Regions from separate parts of the Sus scrofa genome. Here regions 2 and 3 are each linked to region 1. A link is a contact called in public Hi-C and HiChIP or PLAC-seq data. All regions are on one chromosome and are shown on one strand. The core of a region is the stretch at or near the end of the contact, and the rest is flanking DNA. Distances in the headings are between cores, read along the strand shown. Region 1 holds the start of LOC102165847 (zinc finger protein 664-like). Region 2 holds the start of KDELR1 (ER lumen protein-retaining receptor 1). Region 3 holds the start of CCDC114 (coiled-coil domain-containing protein 114).

Region 1 (3,104 bases), core at 421-2,920:
CCCCATTTTCTCCTGACCTCCGTGTCAATGGTCTCGCTCGCCGAATGGTCCTTTCCGCCCCCAGGCCCACTGCCCCCCATCCCTCTTCTGGAAACTTGGTACGTCCTGGAGTGGTAGAAGAGAACGGGAATCGGGCGAGACCATTACCAGAGCGGGGGGTGGAAGGTGAGGTGAGCCATGAAGGGAGTCCTTTCAACTAGGGACTGACCAGACCTCTGGCTTCCCTGGTGCCTTTCAGATTCGACCTGTATCTCTCCAAACTCCGCTGCCTCACCTTTCGGTCCAGGTATTCTGCCGGTTCACGGGAGTCTCCATCCACGGTAGGATTCTGGGCCCAGTGCCTCTGGCTCTTCCGAATGCGCATGCGTAATGCCTGTCTGGTACCGTGGCTGGTTTTTATCAGGTTGACCCGGCGAGTTTTCCCTCCCTATGGAAATTTGGAGCATCACCAAATTCACCTCAAACGCCAACCCACAGCGTCCGCCTCTCAAAAAGAAATGGAAAGGGCTGATATATAATGACAAGCAATTACCGATATGCTTAGCATGTGCTAGATAGTATAAGCATGTGATTTTTAGTTCTTAAAACGGTCTGAGTTACTATTATCCCTATTTTCCACATGGAGAAAGCGAGGCTCAATGAGAAAGAGCCTCAAGTGCATGACCACGTATTGGGAGCCTGCTGTGTATGACTCCATCCCGGCGCTCTTTCTGCTAAAACGAAAGCTCTTGAAAGTGCAGGGGTGGACGGTTCCCGTGGTGGCACAGCGGGTTAAGGATCTGGCTTGGGTCCTTGCTGTGGCGTGGGTTAGATCCCTGGCCCTGGAACTTCGCATACCCCGGGCTTGGCAAAAAATAAAAAAGTGTGGGGGTGGAGGTTGAGGGAGGACCTACCCTCTTCTCTGCTGTGTGCCCTCGGATAAGTCACTGAACCCCTCTGATTTAATTTTCCCAGCTGGAAAAAACGGACACAATCCTTATCTCCTGGGGTGTATAGGGGTGATCCTATAGGTGACCCACCCAGCAGACCCACCTAGCACAGTGTAGTTCAGGGATAGTTAAATATCAGCATGGAGGCAGGCATGGGATTTTGATGGGTAAAGAAAGCCAGATGGAAAGCTATAAAGAGAGTTCTGGACCAAATGCGTAGAGATTTACTGCTACCCATCACCGGCCAGTTGTTGCTACAAAGAACACAGTGTTGCCAGAGAGTCTGAGATGGCCTGGCTTCAGCAGAGTGGATTTCAAACCATTTTGCAACTCCAGGCTTCTTTCCAGGTGCAGTGAGTCCAAGTGGGAACAGACTGGGACGAAAAAGCAGGACCCTGTGTATCCCAGCTCTGGCTTTAACATCAGTAATAACTTTGATGATGACAGGCCGTCTTCGGAAAACATCCCATGTGTTATCGCAGTCAATCCTCAAACTTATGTGATAGATATTCCCATTTTACAGATAAGAAAACTGAGGCACTGGGAGTTTAATAATGCAGCAAATAACAGTGAATCTGCTAAAACATCCCAAGTCCTCCTCTACCAGACCCTCATTTGTTTTCTAATGTAACCCTTGTGCTCCATCCTTTCTTTAATTTTTAATTTTATTTTTTAAATTTATTTTTTAAAAATTTTATTATTGTTGATTTACAATGTTCTGTCAATTTCTGCTGTACAGCAAAGTGATGTGGCTACACATATACATACATTCGTTTTCTCACATTCTCCTCCATCATGTTCCATCACAAGTGACTGGATACAGTTTTCCCAGGGCGATGCAGCGGGATCTCATTGCCTCTCCACTCCAAATGCAATAGCTTGCATCTACCAACCCCAAACTCCCAGTCCATCCCCCCTCTCCTCTCCCCCTCCCCCTTGGCAACCACAAGTCTACTACCTATGTCCATGGCTTTGTGTGTGTGTGTGTGTGTGTGTGTGTGTACATAGGTTCATTTGTGCCATAGATTCCAGATACCCATCTTCTTTTATCACCTCAATTCCTGATATCAGTTCCTCTCCTATCCCCCTCAACTTCCCTGTGACTCTGTTTATCTAAAACTCCCAATCTCCCATGTCATATCTCTGCTCTCAAATTCTGAATCTCTTCCATTCATTTCATCAACAGTTTATGGAATATCCCCTCTGTGCCGGGTGCTCTTCTGGGCTCTGGAATTTTTCGTGGTAAGCAGCACAAGGCCGCCCCCTAGTGGGGACGATGGACAATTTTAAAGATAAATGATGAACAAGTAATTTAGATCCGGTTTTTGAAAGAAAGAATAAGGGGGGATGGGATAGCGACTGGTGGTGGGAAGGGGATAGTGGTTACTTTAAATAGGGATGTCAAGGGCATCTATTCCTGGGAGGTGACATTTAAGTCTGAAACACAAACAGTTGGATGGGCATTCCAGGCAGAGGGAATAGCAGGGGCAAAAACTAGATCAAACTGGTCCTATGTGCGGGGGGTGGGGGTGGGGGATGGGGCGGAACGGGGAGAAGCCTGCTGTGGGTGAAACAGGAGGGCAAGTGATAAGAGATATGGCCGGGGAGTTCCCGTCGTGGCGTACTGGTTAACGAATCCGACTAGGAACCATGAGGTTGCGGGTTCGGTCCCTGCCCTTGCTCAGTGGGTTAAAAATCCGGCGTTGCCGTGAGCTGTGGTGTAGGTTGCAGACGCGGCTCGGATCCCGCGTTGCTGTGGCTCTGGTGTAGGCCGGTGGCTACAGCTCCGATTCAACCCCTAGCCAGGGAACCTCCATATGCCGTGGGAGCGGCCCAAGAAATAGCAACAACAACAAAAGAGACAAAAAGACCAAAAAAAAAAAAAAAAAAAGAGAGATATGGCCGGACAGTTAGGAAACGGGAAACTCCATATTTGCTGTAACATCCCAGTTCATCCTGTATATTAGTGCTGGCCAACAAACATTTCCCAGATTATGGAAATAGTCTAGATCTCCACTGTCCAATACAGCAGAGCCACTGAGGATTTGAAATGGGGTGTGACTGAGGAACTGAATTTTTCATTATATTCCATTTAATTACTTTAGCCACATATGACAACCTCCTACTGATTTGGATAACTTCCCACTACACCTCAAAAGATCCAGCTCTTGGAGT
Region 2 (3,104 bases), core at 176-2,675, 120 kb before region 1:
CCCACCCCAAGCTCCCAGCCTCTGTCTTCTTCCTGGGACTAGAGAGTGAGGGGCTGCAAAAAGGGGGGGGGGAGGCGGAGGCAGGGAGGCACTCAGGATTGGGCACTGAGATATCAGATTTGGACCCGGACTCCAGGGCCCAGGGGCTGCCGCCCTCTGCCCCCTCTCCACTCTGAGGCTTGCGAAGCAGGAGGCTGTTCCCAGACTTCCGTCTCCGCCACACCAGGACCCATCTTTTGGCTTCCGTTGCCCCAGAAGGCCAGGCCTGGAAACTAGGTCTCCATCATGAAGCCAGGAGTCCAGGCTGCCAGGCCCCTCCTCTCTCAGACCCCGAAATTCGAGTCCCCCCCCCCCCAGGACTCAGGAGTCCAGGCCTCCAGTCTCCTCATCGCTGAAACCTGGGACTCCTCCTCCCTCAGACCCAAGAGTCTAAGCCCATGGCCCCCTTCTCCCCTGGTACCTGGTAATCCAAGCCCCTCCTCCAGCCCTGGATCCCTTTTAGGTGCTCAGACAAATGGACTCCCTAGTATAAACCACACACAGGGGCCACAAATCCAAGACTCATGGATGTCACCCCAGGCACCCAATCCATCCAGCAAATGGATACTCCATAGCTCTTCTTTTATTGAGGGACCTGGCATCCATCGCCCATGGGTACGCACACATCCAGAAGGAAAGCAGTGTGTGTCCCCTCCGAGACACAGCCTGCCCCCACCCCCGGGTCCCTCAAGACCAGCTGCCCAGCTCCTGCCCCTCCTGCTGGAGAGGTTAGGCCCAGTGCTTCTTTAAAGGGCTGGGGTGGAGTGTAGCATGGGACACCTGGGCCCCTGAGAGTGTGAGTGTGCGCCTGTGAAGGGCAATTCTGAAGGGGGTGCTGGAGGCAGGGCTATAGGCTACTGACCCCACGGTCTGGGAAAGCAGGAGTAAAAGCTCCATTTCTGAAAAAGAAGAGATCGGGGGCCTGAACTTGGGGGTTCCAGAGGGAGGGATTGTGCATCTGGATTTCTGTCTCTAGGATGTTTGAGACACAAGATCGTTGGGTGGGACCCTATGTCCCAAGGAAGGGGAGCTGAACTCTTGAGTGGAACGGAAGAGGGAGGGGCTGGGGACCTGGACTCCTGGATCTAAGGGGGTCTGCTTTCTTGCCCTTTGGGTGGATTGGAGCTGGAAGGCCGCGAAAGGCCAGTCGCTGTGTCCGTGTCTCAGATTTTTAAAGCTCAGAGACCTGTCTCCCAAATCGCTGTCAAGGACAAAAACTGGGCGGCTGGGCTGCGACCTTCACCGAGGCGTAGATTCCCTGGGAAACAGGTGCCGGATTTGGGAGTTTCAGATCCCAGCGACCCCGCCAGTTCCTAGGAGGCCGCGGTGGGGGTACCTTCGGCGGCAACTCTGCAACGCGGGAGGAGCGGGGTAGGGGGCGCCGGAGAGCCGGGACACCTCCCTCGGGGGCGGAGCCTCCCTCCCGGACTCCTCCCCCTCCCGCCCTCCTCCCTCTTCCTAGCTCCAGCTCTGCCACCAGCTCAGGCCTCGGCGCCCCCTCCCTGAGCCCCCTCCCCGGAGCCGAGCCCACCCGAGGGCATCTCTCCCGGCCCCCAGCCCAGCCGCCAGAACAGCAGCCCCGGGGGGCAGCCCCCCGCCAGTCTGCCTCCCTCCAGCCCAGCCCTGCCAGATCCCCCCAACCATGAATCTCTTCCGATTCCTGGGAGACCTCTCCCACCTCCTAGCCATCATCTTGCTACTGCTCAAAATCTGGAAGTCCCGCTCGTGTGCCGGTGAGACGCCCACCGGGGCCGGAGAAGGGGGGCAGAGTGAGGGGGACATCCCAGGACGCGGGGATGAGTTTGGGGGCATAAGGGGGACGGGTCCCTCCCCGCCACTGCTTGCTGGGGATCCCCCTTCCAGGTCCAGGGTCACCAGGGGGTCAGCTTCTTTCTCTAGACTGGGGGTGCATCCAATTTGGTGGGGGTGGCTCCAGGAACTCAATTCAGCTTCCCCCGGCCCCTATCTGGGTGGCCTTGGAGTTCCCGGGGCTGGGAACAGGGAGCTGTGGCAGGCAGGGAGGTGGCTGGGAGTTGGTGACGTGGACTGTAGCCGCCAGAAAGAGAGCGGGAGATTGGCGACCTGTTCGGGAAAGCTGAGGACAAGTGGGGCCCTCCGGAGGCCCCATCTGAGGTCTGGACTGTGGGAGGACCCTGAGGGGGCCAGAGGTAGTGGTGAGGCCTAGCCTGGGACAGAGCCTCGGGCTGGAGTAGCTTTGGGGCCGGGCTGCCCCCTGGCTGTGGGCCGTGGGAAAGGGCCCTGCTCAGGCCGCGGCTGGGGAGGCCTCCAGGGACAGCTGCACTCCAGAGCCGCCTCTGGGCTCATCCAGGGCTCTGGGCTTTGGTTTATGGCCCGTGCAGCCCACCTCCAGCCTCCCTGCACCCCCGTCTCTCTGGACCACAGGGATTTCGGGGAAGAGCCAGGTCCTGTTTGCTGTGGTGTTCACTGCCCGATACCTGGACCTCTTCACCAACTACATCTCCCTCTACAACACGTGCATGAAGGTGAGGCTCTGGCCCTCCTGCTGGGCCTTTCTGAGGCGGGGAGCCAGGGGAGGGTCGGAGGGAGGGGAGAACGTGGGTCCCAGATTGCTGAGTCCGAGGGAGGAAGCAACGGGGGGCTAGGGCTCCTGGCCTGAGGGAGGAGGGGCTGGGGGTCCAGACTGCCAAGTCTGAGGATGGAGGTGACAAGGCTGGAACTCCTGGGTCTAAGGGAGGAGGGGCTGGCAGTCCAGACTGCTGAGTCCGAGGGAGGAAGTGACAGAGGCTAGAACTCCTGGGTCTGAGGGAGGAGGGGCTAGGGGGTCCGGACTCCTGGGTCTAAGCCTCCTGGGGGCTCTCGTCCTGTGCATTGAGCTAATGCTCCCTCCTCAACCCCCCTCTCGACAGGTGGTCTACATTGCCTGCTCTTTCACCACAGTCTGGATGATTTACAGCAAGTTCAAAGCCACTTACGATGGGAACCATGACACATTCCGGGTGGAGTTCCTTGTTGTTCCCACGGCCATCCTGGCATTCTTGGTCAACCATGACTTTACCCCTCTAGAGGTAGGCCACCTGCAGGGT
Region 3 (3,104 bases), core at 367-2,866, 70 kb before region 1:
GAAAAATAAGGGTGATCAGGCAAGGCTTCTCTGAGAAGGTGACATCTAAGCTGAGACTTGAAGGCAGGAGTCATTTGAATGCTGGCGGGGGGTGGGGGGAGGAAGTGCACAGGCCTTTGAGAACAAGCTCAGGTTGTTTGGGGAGCAGACAGAAGGGCCAGTGTGGCTAGAACGTAGGGAGCTAGAGGGAGTGGTAGGAAGGGAAATCAAAGAGGCCCTTGAAGCCCAGAGGAGGAGTTTGGATTTTATTCTAAGTGCAGTGGGAAACCATTGGAGGGTTTTAAACAGAAGTGCAGTACCAGGGACTTAATGTAAACTATAATAATAATGATATTATTATTATTTATTCTTGGGTTACTGTGCTGGGATGGGAGGTGATGACCACTATGTACCTGGGTCTCTTGGCAGGCTTGGGTGCTGTTGGGTGTACCTGGGTGTTGGCAAGGACAAGGGAACTAGGTGCCTGGGGTTCTGATGTGGAGTGAAAGCTGGAGAACTGAAAATCCTGGGTCCCTCCAAGGGAAGGGAACTGGATGAGGGGATGTCTGGGTATATGATGGGGCCACAACTAGAAGACCGAAAGCAGCTGGTCATCTGGGCTCCTTGAAGGTGTGAGGGAGGGGCGGTCCAGTAACCCGGGAGACCTGGAAGCTGGGTACCACTGTAGCACAGACTCTATAGAGACACACTGGCTAGATTCAAATAAAAGCTGCTTGACTCATTAACTGTGATTTGGGGGCAAGTTACTAATTTTGCTATGCCTCAGTTTCTGTCTGTAAAATAGGTATAATAATAGTAAATACATCACAGAGCAGTTCTTAGAGGAGTGACTGGCACATAGTAAGCACTGTGGTAAGTGCTTGTGATGCTAGTCATTGGGGCTCTGAGTGGATTCAGTACTGGGAGACCTGAGATCAAGGTCTCTAGGATTTGGGGAAGTGGCAAATTCTTGGGTCCATTGGGCCCAAGGCTAAAAAGTTGGGAGTACAAAATGAAAATACTAAATAAAATGGGGGGGGGATAAGTAGTTCCATCTTACATCTTGGAGAAGAACAGAGACTGGGGGTCTGAACTCAGGCCCTGAATAAGTTAGAAAGTCTGGGTCACTGGAGGAAACATGAGACCTGAGATCCCATGCTCTTCCTGGAGTGGAGGTAAATTGGATTGGACCTGGGTCCTGGGAGGAGTCTGGGAACCAGGGGCTAGGGAAATGAAAATCTGAGCGGGAGGAAGTGGAGAACAGGAGGCTAGACCTCTGAATCAAGTTCCCTGAGTGGAATCAGCGCCGGAGTTGGGTACCCTGGGGATGTTCCAGGCGGGGGTCCCCCATGCTAGGATCCTGTAGAAGGGGGGAAACTCAAGGGACTCGTGGTGGGATCTCCCCTATCTGGGCCTCCAAGGCCACGAGCTGAGCGCCAGCGGGTCGCTTCCTCCCACAGGAAACCGCAGGCGTCAGACACACCCAGCCTGCAGGGAGCTGCGCCCACTGCCCTCCCGCTTGGAGGAGGCCCACGTGGGCAGCAGCCTGCCGTCAAGGGGGCGTGCCCTGTGGCGCGAGGGGGCGTGACCACAGGGCGGGGCCGGAAAGCGGGACAACACAGAGCGCCCTAGACCCCGCCCACTTCCGCCTCTCAGTGCGCGGACCTCTTAAGTGGTTGAGGGGTTTTGGCTGCCTTTCCCGAGGCCGTTGGCCGCGCATGCGTAGTGCGCCGCTTCGAGGACCTGAGGCAGTGGTGAGCGCTCCTTCCCCTAGCAACTCCCAGCATCGGCACCGCCACCTTGCTAATGAATCCTCAAAATAACGTGATCTTAATCATCTGAAGACGCGCATCTCTCGCGCCCCATCCCGAAACACCTTGGCCCAGCTCCAAAACCTTCCAGACGTTTCCCTCCCAGCCCCGCCTCCACAGACTCCTTTGGCTCAGATATCCCCTCCCGGAAACACACATCGCGCCCCTGACGACCCCAACAGACCATCAGGACCTCCCCCAAGCTTTCCAAGCCTGAGTGCCTCCTAGTTAGCCCTGTCTACCACAAGCTCTGGAATCCGCGTACTTCCTGCGCCCTCCCACCAGGCCCCTCACGTGTTCTTCCAACCACGCCCCTCACCAGCCCCCGAAGCCCCACCCTTCACAAGGCCCGCAGCCACGCCCTTTACAGGTATCCTTGCACCCCTCCCTCAGGGCCCCGAAGCTCCGCCCTGCACCGGTATCTGCGTCCCTGCCTTCACAAGGTCCCCCAGCCACAACCCTCTTGGGCCCCTCCAGCCCTGCCCTTCCTTCGCAAGCCCTGAAGCCCACACCCTCAGGCCGGCCTCGCCTCAGAGGCCCTTCCAGCCCCGCCCATCGTAGGCCTCTACGGCTCCGCCCCTCGCAAGGCCTCCAGCCCCGCCCCTCGTAAGGCCTAGAGCCCCGCCCCCTCAGCCCTCCAGTCCCGCCGCTTGCTGGGCTCCCCTAGCACATCTGTTCACAGCACCCGAGCTCCCCGCAGGTCTCCTCGCGGCCTCCTAGCCCCTCCTCCCCAGCCGCCCCTCCCACGGCTTTCTTCTGTGGCCTTGGTCCCTCCCCGGCTGCTGTCCCCAGGCCTCATTGGTCTCTTATCTCCCCAGTAACCAGACCACAACACTGAGCTTGGAGTACCCAGGACAGGTCCAGCACTCCGGCAGGTAGGGACCGGCCTCGCTCCCCTCAGCCGACGGGGGTGGGGTGGTTCTCCTTCCTCTGTGAGCCGCCTCCCCAAACCGCCCCCATCAGAGATACCGAGAGCCTAGAGGACCTGTCCCCCGCGCCAGAATCAGAGCCGCGACGCAAGACAGAGAGTGTGAGAGGTGGGAGGTCGGGAGGGGCATGGCAAGAGGCCTGAGAGATGCCCCCTCCAACCCGCTGGAGGGATTGCGACCCAAAGAGAGGCCAGAGCTGGTTCTGGGATCAGTTCCTAGCCTTTTGCCTTTCATCACCCACCCTCCTAGCCCTCTCCTGCTCGCCTCCTGAAGGGGTCCTCTTTGGCCAAGATGCCTTTGGGACTCTCTGCTGGGAGCACCCGCTCCGAAGATGGAAGCGAGGCCTTCTTGGAGGGAATGGGTAATTCGTACATTCTTGATTCAT

The links. Hi-C and Micro-C count contacts between places; a contact is called where the count stands out from the background. HiChIP or PLAC-seq counts read pairs in DNA pulled down with a chosen protein or histone mark.
Region 2: a Hi-C map of embryonic fibroblasts shows a contact between it and region 1, with 5 times the contacts expected there. The contact joins the promoter of KDELR1 here to the promoter of LOC102165847 in region 1. A contact is called at or near these places in 2 of 47 Hi-C or Micro-C datasets (embryonic fibroblasts and heart right ventricle).
Region 3: a contact with region 1 is called in an H3K27ac HiChIP or PLAC-seq map of alveolar macrophages. The contact joins the promoter of CCDC114 here to the promoter of LOC102165847 in region 1. A contact is called at or near these places in 1 of 47 Hi-C or Micro-C datasets (epiblast stem cells) and 1 of 2 datasets of contacts at active chromatin or transcription factors (alveolar macrophages).

Annotation. Positions count from the first base shown.
Region 1 is chr6:53,683,341-53,686,444 of Sscrofa11.1, reverse strand. LOC102165847 (zinc finger protein 664-like) reads right to left here and starts at 1,670. Exons shown (of 5, transcript XM_005664651.3): 1 at 275-1,670. LOC110261015 (a long non-coding RNA gene) reads left to right here. Exons shown (of 3, transcript XR_002344717.1): 1 at 1-98; 2 at 239-320; 3 at 2,116-2,444.
Region 2 is chr6:53,801,941-53,805,044 of Sscrofa11.1, reverse strand. It overlaps KDELR1 (ER lumen protein-retaining receptor 1), which reads left to right and starts at 1,425. Exons shown (of 5, transcript XM_003127269.5): 1 at 1,425-1,772; 2 at 2,443-2,543; 3 at 2,928-3,086. The coding sequence starts at 1,682.
Region 3 is chr6:53,753,020-53,756,123 of Sscrofa11.1, reverse strand. CCDC114 (coiled-coil domain-containing protein 114) reads left to right here and starts at 1,616. Exons shown (of 15, transcript XM_021094655.1): 1 at 1,616-1,733; 2 at 2,609-3,080. The coding sequence starts at 3,011.